2 separate regions of the Sus scrofa genome follow, and region 2 is linked to region 1. Evidence: chromatin contacts called from public Hi-C data. All regions are on one chromosome and are shown on one strand. The core of a region is the stretch at or near the end of the contact, and the rest is flanking DNA. Distances in the headings are between cores, read along the strand shown. Region 1 has its middle 68 kb from the start of VWA5B1. Region 2 holds the start of CAMK2N1 (calcium/calmodulin-dependent protein kinase II inhibitor 1).

The links. Hi-C and Micro-C count contacts between places; a contact is called where the count stands out from the background.
Region 2: a Hi-C map of omental adipose tissue shows a contact between it and region 1, with 2.0 times the contacts expected there. The contact joins the promoter of CAMK2N1 here to the enhancer-like site in region 1. A contact is called at or near these places in 3 of 5 promoter capture datasets (fetal liver, fetal skeletal muscle and liver), 29 of 47 Hi-C or Micro-C datasets (adipose tissue, alveolar macrophages, blood and 16 more) and 1 of 2 datasets of contacts at active chromatin or transcription factors (skeletal muscle).

What each region holds. Positions count from the first base shown.
Region 1 is chr6:78,618,524-78,624,019 of Sscrofa11.1, forward strand. No RefSeq gene overlaps it. Among named protein-coding and RNA genes, the nearest start is that of VWA5B1, 68 kb to the left of the region's middle. Within about 2 kb of position 2,943, at least 6 of the 83 cell types and tissues checked have an H3K27ac peak or open chromatin away from gene starts, as enhancers often do. A contact at or near this core is called in omental adipose tissue, where this site is marked.
Region 2 is chr6:78,732,024-78,737,519 of Sscrofa11.1, forward strand. It overlaps CAMK2N1 (calcium/calmodulin-dependent protein kinase II inhibitor 1), which reads right to left and starts at 2,209. Exons shown (of 2, transcript XM_003127675.5): 1 at 1,102-2,209. The coding sequence starts at 1,267.

The DNA.
Region 1 (5,496 bases), core at 1,693-4,192:
GCTATGACATAGGTTGCAGCTGCAGCTCAGATTCAGTTCCTGGCTCAGGAATGTCCATGTGCTGTGAGTGCAGCCATAAAATTTAAAGGAAAAAAAGGGGGGTGGGGCAGAAAAAGGGAGCCGTATTAGGGGGAAGAGAAGAGCAGGGTGGGAAGGATGCTATTTATCCTTGCGCAGTTAGAGGAGGCTTGCTGGGAAAGTGACACAGGAGCAGAAACTGGATTCCTAAGTGTTCCCCAAACACGCCATTCACATCTGCCATGTTTTCTCTGCCTATGATAGAGGTTTACCACCAGCAAACTCCTTCAGAGCCGAAGCCCACCTCCCCCAGGAAGCCTTCCCTGAACTGCAGCCCCCTGCCCCAAGGGCAAACCTGACTTCTCCCACAGCCCTTTGTATTCCAGGTAACAGCTGTTCTGAGCACAGAAACTTCAGCAGTATTTCGAGGTTGTGTGGCCAGATGTCTCTCCTCTCGGACTGCAAGCAGCCTGAGAGGAGAGGCCGGGCCTCAATCACCTCTAGGCCCCCTGCGGGGCCTGGACATCCTAGAAGCTGAGTAAATGCAGGCTGAAGTGCAAGGTCAGAGGGTGACCCAGTCATTTTCTCTTTAGTGAAAATAATCAGAAATTCGAACGGGGGGTGGGGAGGAGTCCCTAGATGTCAGACGTGATTCTAAGGCCTTCCCATTGCTTCATCCTATTTGCTCCCTGAAACTCTAGGACGTATCATTTGGGTGTTGCAGATGAGGAAGCCCAAGTTCAGAGACATGAACTAATCTGCTCAAGGTCACCCAGTCAGAAATTATTGGGACAGGATCCAAACCCAGGTTTCTCCAACTCCAGGGCCAGGCCTCTTAATTTCAAGACTTTCCTTCCTTCCTTCCGTCACTGCATCTGTGAACTCCCCCAGTTCCACCGGGTGCCAGGTGGCCCGCAGGGCTGGGCTAACCGTGCGGAGTAGGGGAGGGGAGTGTTACACAGGGTTTCATTTCTCCACGAGGAGGAACTGCGTTTCCATGTTCAGTCCTGGGATGGCAGGCTCGCCACCCCTTTGTCCACTAAGCCCACCGCTCCCCACACTGTGCCCAGAAGGCACATGCAGCCCAGCTCTTTCTGTTCTTCCCCAGGAAGGCAGCCAGGGACCAGGAGGCTCAGGAGAAGAATGGCTGACAAATTGTCCTGCCTGTCTGTGCTCACACACCACTTACTGGGCCCCAGAGATCTCTGCCTTTTCTCCACTATTTTTTTCCCCATGACCTACCCCTACTCCTGCCCCAAGGAGGAGAAGCAGCAGGGGGGACCCTGGCCTGGCACCCAGGTCCCATCTGCTCCTCCTATGGGCAGGCCTGAGATGCCACAGCTGGAAAGGGTGCTTAGGAACCTCCATGTCCATCCTACCCCCACTTTACAGATGGAAACACTGAGATCCAGGGAGGAACAGGGGCTAGACCAAAAGGCCACTCGGGTCCCCCCAAACCTGCCCTTGCTGGGTCTAAAGATCCCACATTACAGCTACTCTAAGGCAAAAGGCTCCTGGGCTAATATGTGTGTGTAGGTGAGGACTAGAGACAGGTGGCTTTGGAGAGGTGATACCCACAAGCTAGACAGCTAGGCTGGGGAAGAGGAGACCTAGGGCTGCAGAGAGCACTGGGTGGGGGGGGACAAGGGCTGGAAGAAAGGCAGGGGGCACAGAAAACAAATCTTGCCGCCCTCCCCCTATTGTAGTAAAGCCCAGACTCCCGATGATGAAATAAGATGGGGGAGGGCCCATCCATACCTCCGAGCAATCACTCAGTCAAGGCAGAGGTCATTTCACAAAGACAGATTGTGTCCCCTGGGCAGGTCCCTTCCTCTCTCTGGGCCTCATTTTCCCCCTCTGTTAAATCCGTGTGATGGACTGAATACCTCCCAAGGTTCCCGCCACCTCTGAGGCTGGCGTGTTTAACATCCTGATTCCAGACTCCAGAATGTTCCAGGATGAAAGGATGTTGGGGGTCGCCCCCATCCCACCTGCAGCCCCCCTGGGGTTGAGTCAGGTCCCCTGAGGACACGGCCCTTGGGCCACAAGGCTCCCAGCTTTCAGGTGGCAGCGTCCAGCAGGGCAACATCGGGAGCAGGGATGGAAAAAGCTCTGGCCACCTGGGGAACGTACAGAGCACACAGCAAGCCCAGAGTCTCCAGCAACCACCAACCAGGCAGATCGACTGGATCCAGTTCCAGAAGGCTCTGCGGCCACCACAGCAACATCCCCCAGGGCTAAAGGCCTGATGAAATTACAGCCACCATCCATCACAGGTTTTGGCCCTGGATAGTGGAAAAAACGTGAGCTTCTGGGCTGGCCTCTCCATCCAGCCTCTGCCTGTCTCTAGCTCTGAGAGTCACTTCACCTCTCAGAGCCATTCTCCCATCTGGAAAATCACCATACTTATCTCAGCAGCGTTCGCAGGAGAAAAGCAACTGGCCCAACGCAGCTCACAAGAGGGTCCCTGCAAAGCCGCTTTAAAACGATCTTTATTTAGGGGTGGGGGTGGGGGTGGGGGCGGGGACGGGCGGCACAGAACTCTGGGTTTTATTAAACTTCAATTCCATCTGGGAGACAACTTTCAGGGTGACACCAACAAGGCCGAGGAATCGACACACAATGTACCCCCAGTACCAGTAATAAAATCAAATAAATGTCCCCAAGTTACCCCCCCCCGCCCCCATGAAGCCTGCTGCTTGGGATGGGGCTGTGCTGACGCAGGGAGGTGGGGGGGGAGGTTTCCAGACAAAAAAGGGGAAGCGCCTCCACCTGGCAGAGGACAGAAGCCAGCCTGGCAGCGCCCCTCGCCCGGCTGTCTCTCCAGCCTCCATCTCGCCGGTTTCTGCCCAGCTGTATTTCTGTCCCTTTTCAACTGCTTCTCTCTCCCAATCGGCGTCGCCCAGGCCTGTCCTGTCTCCTCTCTCCAGGGGCGCCCAGCCCGGGTCTCTCTCAGGGTTTTGCGCGCTCGCCTCCCCGCTCCGACCAGCACCTCCCCCGCCCGCGCCCCCGCGCGCCCAGCCTCCAAATCACATCTGTCCTTAACCCCAAATCTTGCCAATTAAACCGCTGCCTCCGGCTCCGGCGGCTGCTGCTGACGTCGGGAGAAGCAGGCGAGGCGAGGCTGCCGCCCACGCGGGGAGTGGGCAAGGCCCCCCCCCGGAGACTCGACGGTCGTCTATCTGTCCGCCCACAGCCGGGCGATCCGCGCAAGGTCCAAGCGCGGCAGCTCCAAACCTCACTCCCATCCGGCCTCGCGCGCAAAGTCCCTCTACCTGCTCCAAGACCCCGAGAGGGGTCCCCCCACTGCCCTCCTCGCTCAGGGATTCCCCCACCCCGACTCCAAGACTCCAAATCTCCGGGCACGCTCTGGCCCGGTGCCTCTGGGGCCCCATCCCGCGCTCTTCGCGCCCCCAACTCTTCAACTGCGCGCTCCCTGAACACCCCGGCGCCTCCACCAGGCGCCTCCCGCGGTCCCCGCGGCCCCCGCGCCCCTACCCTGCGCGGGCACCTGCACTCCCGGCACCCTCCGCGCGCGGGTCCTCGGTCCCTGCTCCAGCAGCGCTGACTCCGCTGCCACAAAGACGTCGCCTTGGGAACCAGGAGGGGGCACATTAAGAGCAATTAGCCCGCGCACAGTTGGCAGCGATACCTTAATAAATAATAGTCTGAAAGGCATGTAAATAAATATTAGAGCGCATTATGCGGGCAGGAGGCGCAGCACGGGGCCCGTGATTTGGTTCGGAGACGCGGAGAGATTGGCACGTGCCGGCGGCTGCCGGGGTTGGGGGCGTGGGCATCCCGGTGCCCCAGGGGCCTCCACCGGTGGCCAGGGGCTGAGCAGGGAGGAGGGAAGGGAGAGGCCGGCGAAGGGGCCCAGGGGAGAGAATGACACTGAGAAAGATGCCAAAAGCGGAGGCACAGAGGAAAAAAGATAAGGGGAAGAAAAGGGAGCAGAGACAGGAGAGGAGTGCCAGAGGCAGAATCTCGTGCCCAAAGGGGTGGAAGGAAGAGGTCCTGCCTCCTGCTCGAAGGCTTTCTTCCCTGGGCCTTTCCTCCTCCTCTCTGGTCACCGCTTCCCCGCTGCTTCGGTCCCTTAGCCCTGGGCAGCCCTCGCTCTCAGATCCAGGGCCTCTTCTTACCTGTCCTCGCTCACTAGCTGAGCGCATCAGATCTGGATGCTTTAATTACCATCCGTGTGTGGAGGCCCCAGCCAGACCTGTCTCCTCTGAGTCACTGACTAACCCGCTCTTGGCTGTCCAGACCTCGGCATATGCCCAGGACCCAACATCAGACCTCCCTTCTGAATTCTGCTCCCCCCACCCCCAGTCTTCCCCACTTGGCAAGGGGCAGCTCCCCCCTTTCAGCTGCTGAGACCAAAAGTCTCGGAGTCATTCTTGCCTCTCCCTCATACCTCATATCTAGCCCTTGAGGGAATTCCATCCTCTCCACCTTGAAAATGTTTCTGGAGTTCCCATCGTGGCTCAGTGGTTAAGGAATCTGACTAGGAACCATGTGGGTGAGGGTTCGATCCCTGGCCTTGCTCAGTGGGTTAAGGATCCAGCGTTGCCGTGAGCTGTAGTGTAGGTCACAGATGCGGCTCTGATGCCGCGTTGCTGTGGCTCTGGTGTAGGCTGGCGGCTACAGCTCAGATTGGACCCCTAGTCTGGGAACCTTCATATACCACAGGAGAGGTCCTAGAAAAGGTAAAAGGGGAGTTCCCGTCGTGGCGCAGTGGTTAACGAATCCGACTAGGAACCATGAGGTTGCGGGTTCGGTCCCTGGCCTTGCTCAGTGGGTTAACGATCCGGCGTTGCCGTGAGCTGTGGTGTAGGTTGCAGAAGCGGCTCGGATCCTGCGTTGCAGTGGCTCTGGCGTAGGCCGGTGGCTACAGCTCCGATTCAACCCCTAGCCTGGGAACCTCCATATGCCGCCGGAGCGGCCCAGGAAATAACAACAACAACAACAAAAGACAAAAAGACAAAAAAGACAAAAAAAAAAAAAAAGAAAAGAAAAAGAAAAGGTAAAAGGACCGAAAAAAAAAAAAAAAGAAAGAAAATGTTTCTGAAATCTTTCCATGCCTCCCAGTGCCAGGCCTCCATGTTAGCCCAAACTCCCACTGTTTCTCTCCCAAGAAGTCAGAGCTTCTCTTCATTGGATTCCCCCCCACCCCACTCCCTACCCCTAGAGGCTCTCTGTAGAATTAGAGAAATACAAGTCGGATTAGGCCACTCCTCTGCTCAGATGGTTCATTCTGAGGAAAAGTTGACATCCTATTTTTTTTTAATTATTTAAAATGTTTTTGCTTTTATAGGGTCACACTTGCAGGATATGGATGGGCCCAGGCTAGAGGTCAAATCAGAGCTGCCGCTGCCAGCCTACACTATAGCTGCAGCAACGGGATCCAAGCGGCGTCTGCGACTCACGCAACGCCAGATCCTTAATCCACTGAACAAGGCCAGGGATCGAACCTGAATC
Region 2 (5,496 bases), core at 959-3,458, 110 kb after region 1:
GGCCTCGCCTGAGCCCCCCCCGCCCCCGCCGGCCCCTTGCGCGACTCCTTCCCGCAGCCCCCGGGCGGTCTCGGCCTCTCCAGACTCGCCGCCGCCGCCGCGGAGGTGGGAGCCTCCCTTCGCAGCCCACCCGGGGCTCGCCCGCCTCTCCGCTTCTGCCTCTCGCAGTGTCCTCGGCCTTTTTCACCATCTCTACCTAGCTTTGCCTTCCTCGGTCCCTCCATCAGTCTCCCTCCATCAGCCGGAGCGACGGTCACCTGTCGAGGTCTCTGGGCCTCTCTCTGTGTCCCGGGTGTCTGTCGCCCTCACTGTTTCAGCTGCTTCTCTGTCCTCCCCAGACTTGCGTCCTCCGCTCGCTGTCTCTCCGGCTCTGGCTCCTTCTCCCGAGCTTTGTCTCGGTCTCTGCCCATCTCGGTTTCCTCCCTCCCTCTCCCCGCCGCCTCCCTCCCTATCTCTGCGTCTCAGTCTCTCCCGGCGGCTGTCGGTCTCCCTCATTGTCCCCGCGCCTCTGGAGCTCCTCTAGGAGCCTCTCGGCGTCCCAGTCTCTCCCGGGCTTTTCCAGCTCTAGCGCCGAGCGCCCGGGCTCGGCAAACCCCCTCCCCCTGCCAAATAACAATGAAAAGCCCTTGCGACCCGAAAGCCCCTTGCCTTCCCCGCAGGAACCGGTCCTCCACCCCCACCCCCGCGGCCACCACAGTTCCCCACGCCGTCCCCTGGGAGCCCTAGAACCAACCCCCTCCGGATTGTAGATCGAGTGCAGCTGCGACTACACTGCGCAAAAGGGGCCCGGGGTGGGGGGTGGGGGGCGGTTGGAAATCCAAAGGCAAACTTTGGCACGGGTAGGGGCCCAGGTATAACCTTTCAGCTCCCGCTGCGGCGAGATGCCGCCACGCCCCCTGGGTGACCCTACAGAAGATCGGCTGAGGGGGAGGGGTTCCCGAGGCCAGCCAGAGCTGGACCCGCAGTGCGGGATCCCCCCCAGTTCTGCGCGATGGGACTTTGGTGGGTCGGAACCCATTCCGGAGTGCGGGAGACTCCCGCAAACCTCTGCCAGGCCTCGGTGCGGAAGAAATGAGTGTTGGGAGGGGACCGCGTACTCACCCCTCTTGCTCCGGCCGATCTGGCCCAGCTTGGGCGGCCGCTTGTTCTGCCCCGCGCCGAAGAAGTTATTGGTGTCCTGCAGGCGGCAGGAGAAGATCTGGCCCACGTCGCCGCCGTCGCCGTAGGGACTCAGCTTCTCGTCGCCGTAGGGCAGCACCTCCGACATGGTCGCGTCCGGGGGCTCCGCGGCGGCACCTCCTCCGCCCGCGTCCCCGCCCGCGGCGGACAGGGTCAGCGGCGCTGGGGCCGGGGACGGCCGGCCGGGGACGGCCCGCGGGCTGCGGCGGCGGTGGCGCCGGCGAGAGGCCGGGGGACACCGCTGGGGCAGGAGCGCGCAGCCGGCCTGAGCGACCCCGCGAGCGCCCGCAGCTGCGCTGCGCTGCGCTCCGGCTCGGCGCGCGGCGAGTGGCTGCTGCTCCGGCAGAGGCGAGCAGGACTCACATCCTCGGCACGCTCGGGCGCAGGGCTGGGACCCGGCCGGGCGGGGCCGTGAGCCGGAGGAGGAGGCTATCCCAGCGAGCCCCGAGGGCGCGGGGCCGAGAGGGCGCACCCCGGGGAGCCGAGCGGGCCGGTCCTGCGGCGAGTGCGGGCGGCGGCGGCTCTGGCTCGGGAGGCTGACTGGGGAGCTGCGAGCGGCGGGGCTGCGAGGGGTGGAGGGGGAGGGGAGCGAGGGAGGAGGGAGGGCACGGGTGAGGGGGGAGGATACCCGGAGGGAGGGAGGGGGTAGAGGGAAACCGAGAGGGAGACGGGGAGAGAAGCAGAGAGAGAATGGGAGGCAGGGGAATCGACTGAAAGAGAGAGATGCGGGGGGGGGGGAGGAGAGAGGGAGGAGAAGAAAGGGCGGAGGGAAGGGCTAGATCGGGATCGGAGAACTAAAGGGGAGAGAGGAGGAAGGAAAGAAACAGGAGGGTGAGGAAGAGGGTCGGAGAAGGAAGGAGGAGAGTAAGAGGGAGGAGAAGGAGGCTGGGACCAAGAACCAGCCGGTGAGCGAGCTGCGAGCGAGAAATGCCGGCCGCGGCGCGGAGGCGAGGCCCGGGGGAGGGCAGGAGGAGGGCGGGGAGGAGGGGACCCGGGCCGCGGGGAGAGATCCCTGGAAGCCGAGCGACGTCACGGGGCCGCGCCGGCCGGCCCGGGCCGCGGCTCGCTTCCTGCCCCCGCCCCCGGCCCCGCGTCCCGCCCGCGCGGAGGGGCCCCGCGTGAGCCCCGCCCCGGCCCGGCGGCCTCTGGGCGCCTCTTGCCCTGGCGCCCCCTCCCGCAGGGTGTTTACCGGGTCCCGAGCCGGTGTGCGGCGGCTTCGTGCGGGACCTGACACTGGACCTGCCACCCTCGGGGAGCTGGGGGCAGTGGGGTTCTGGGAAGGGGAGGGGGATCCGCGGCGCACACTCGGGGAAGGACAGAGGGATGCTGGTCTCCCCGGAGGCCAGACGCTAGGGCAGAGGTCAGAGGGCACCCAGCGACCACCCGACGCGTTCTCTCCAACCAGCGCCAATGGGGGAGCCCCTTGCCCCCATCACACTTGGGCCCCACTTTAGACTCTCAGGGCTCGGCCCCTTGGGCCTTACACTCTCCCTCCCTCCTTCGGTTTGCCTTGGAAGGCCCGGCTGCTAGCCAGAGCTCCCAACTCGGGCTCCCGCGGGGCCTCGGGGTGGAGGCGAATCGAGGGGAGGGGAGGGCAGCCCCGCCTCCCGGAGGAGAAGGGAGCGCCTTATTACGCCGGGCTCGCCCGCCCGGGATGCCCTGCTCTTGGCGTCCGTCCGCTGCCTCTGCCGGGGACGTCCTGGGCCTGCTGCCCTCTGCCTTCGGGGACCTCCCTTCCAGCAACAGTCATGAGCCCTGGGGAGAGACTGCGGCTTCGGAGCCGAGGAGCGGGCTCCTAGATCCCAGGAGGGAGACTGGGACAACCCCAGAGGCCCGGGAGGCGCATCTGCGGAGCAGATGGTAACTCCGAGGGGGCAAGGTACGTGAGGAGGGCTCGTTATCCTTGCCGAGAGCCAACAGCACCTGCTCTCCCCCCGGAGACTGCTCTCACACCGCCTAAGCAGAGACAGCCTGACCACCCCCACCCTGCAAAAAGGGCGGGGCGGGGGGGGGAGCAGGAGCAGCCATCCTAAGGTCATGCTTGCTGAAGGCAGGGAAAGGAAACACGTCTTGATCCCCTGGTCTCCCCTGGCCCAACCAGCTGCCCAGCAAGGGGTCCCACCAATAGCAAAAGAGCATCTTCAGGTTCACTCTCCCCTTAAATCTAGAACTCTGGGTTGGTGGTGAGCTGGAGGGTAAGGGGTTTGTGCTTTTAGTGACAAAACATCTGATAGAGGAGCTGCCTGAGAGAAGCCAGCCCAGCTCCCTCCCCACACTGGGTAAAGGGGGTCCCAGGCCTCCAGAGAGGATGCAGGGGGCTGAGAAAGCAGGATGTAGATGGCATAGGCATGACCTTTGGATTCAGGCCTGGGTTGGACTCCCAGCCTTGTCATTTGCTAGCTGTGTGCCTTTGGGCAAGTCGCATCCCCTCTCTGAACTGCCATTATCTCAGCTGCAAAATGGGGTACGTGGCTAGCTAGCTGTCTGTATGCCTCCCAAGACTGTTATGAAAACAAAATGACATCAGGCTCCCAGGGCCCAGCTGAGCATGGACGTGCACTAAATATTTGAGAAATGACTTAACGAGAGAGAAAGAACAGCGACACTTCATTCATTCCCATTTCAGAGCCATCAGAGCTGGGAGGATCTTTAGAGATGATCCAGTCCAAACTCCTCATTTATAAATGGAGAAACTGAAGCCCAGAGCGGGTCAGGGGCTTGTTCCAAATCCCACAGCTTGTCTGTGGCAGAAGCAGCAGGTCTCTGGCCTCCTTTGCTCCACAAGCCTCCCATCTCCATTCAATTAAGGCTTTCCTGAGTGTCTGCTTAGATGTTAGCACCAAGCCAAGTGCTGGAAGAGAAAATAAAAGCATAACAAGCAGGATGCTAACTTTACAAGAAGCTCTTACATTTGTATCAGGCTTTCTATTCCCTGCACCCCCCACCCAAAGCATTTCTGGTCCATTATTGACCTTGCTTCTCAAAATAAATACCTTTTGAGGTAGAAAAGGAGATGGTGGGTCCTTGTTTAACTGTTAGCAGAAAGAACATAAATGACTTGCCCAGGTCACAGGCTAGTGATGGAGCCAAAAGTAGCCACTTTCCCCAGCCTTGATTCCAGGTCCCTATAGGAGACACCCTGCAGTGGTGACAGCATGCACGGTGGGGGCCACCCCATTCATCTTTTTTTCTTTTTAGGCCCACTCCTTCAGCATATGGGAGTTCCCAGGCTAGGGGTCAAATCAGAGCTACAGCTGACAGCCTACGACACAGCCACAGCAATACCAGGTTTGAGCTGAATCTTTGACCTACGCCACAGCTTGCAGCAACACCAGATCCTTAACCCATTGAGCAAGGCCGGGGATCGAACCCACATCCCCATGGATACTAGTCAGGTTCTCAACCCGCTGAGCCACAATGGGAACTACCCCCACTCATCTTATTCTCCCCTGGCTCCGTGCTTACTGCTGAGTATTATCACTATCCCACTGTACAAAAGGTGTGCAAAAAGGCACAGAGAGGGCTGACAAATCCCTGCACACGCAGCAAATGAGAGCAAAGAGAGAGGCCAGGTTTTATACCCCATCTGTTTTTACGTTGACTTTGCCTTGTTCCAAATAAGGTTAAAGGTGGCAGCGTCACACCTTCCCAACCCAATACCCACCCCCTTACAGAATCACACCCCTGTCTCGGGCACATGGCACTTGACAGTTAGAAGAGCATTTCTAGGACCGTTCTCTCATAGAGGCTGCCAGTAGCCTTCAGAAGTGGCAAGGATGGGCACCATCAGACCCATTTTACAGACAAGGTTCCTGAAGGTGGAGGGGTGCCTCCAAGGTCACACAGAAGTTCTGCAAGGAAAAGTGTGAATCGGTACAGCAGCGTTTCTCCACCTCTCGCCCTCCCGGCTGTCTCCATTGCAGAGGACTGACTCAGTTCTCTGTGTGTCCAGCCTTCACATCCTGGAGCCCATCTCTTCAACTTGGAGCCCTAGACCTGGAGGCAGACACATACCCTGGGGCTCCACTCCTGCCTTACCCTCCACCCCGCAAGCTGAGAGGTTGGCTCTGAGCCAGATGCCCAGGGCTGTGTTGTGAAGATGCCAGGTCCAGATGGAGGCATGGACCAAGGAATGCAGGAGTGGTGACTGGTCTTCCCAGTAGGGAAGGCTGGCAGTACACAGTCTCGTGCAGTAGTCCAGGGTGAAGAGGGCGGCCTTCACTGGGCCAGCCAAGTTCAAATTGTTGCTGTAATTTCCTAACACCATGGTTATTTTGCCTCATTATGCCTCAGTTTCCTCATCTGTCAAATGGGGGT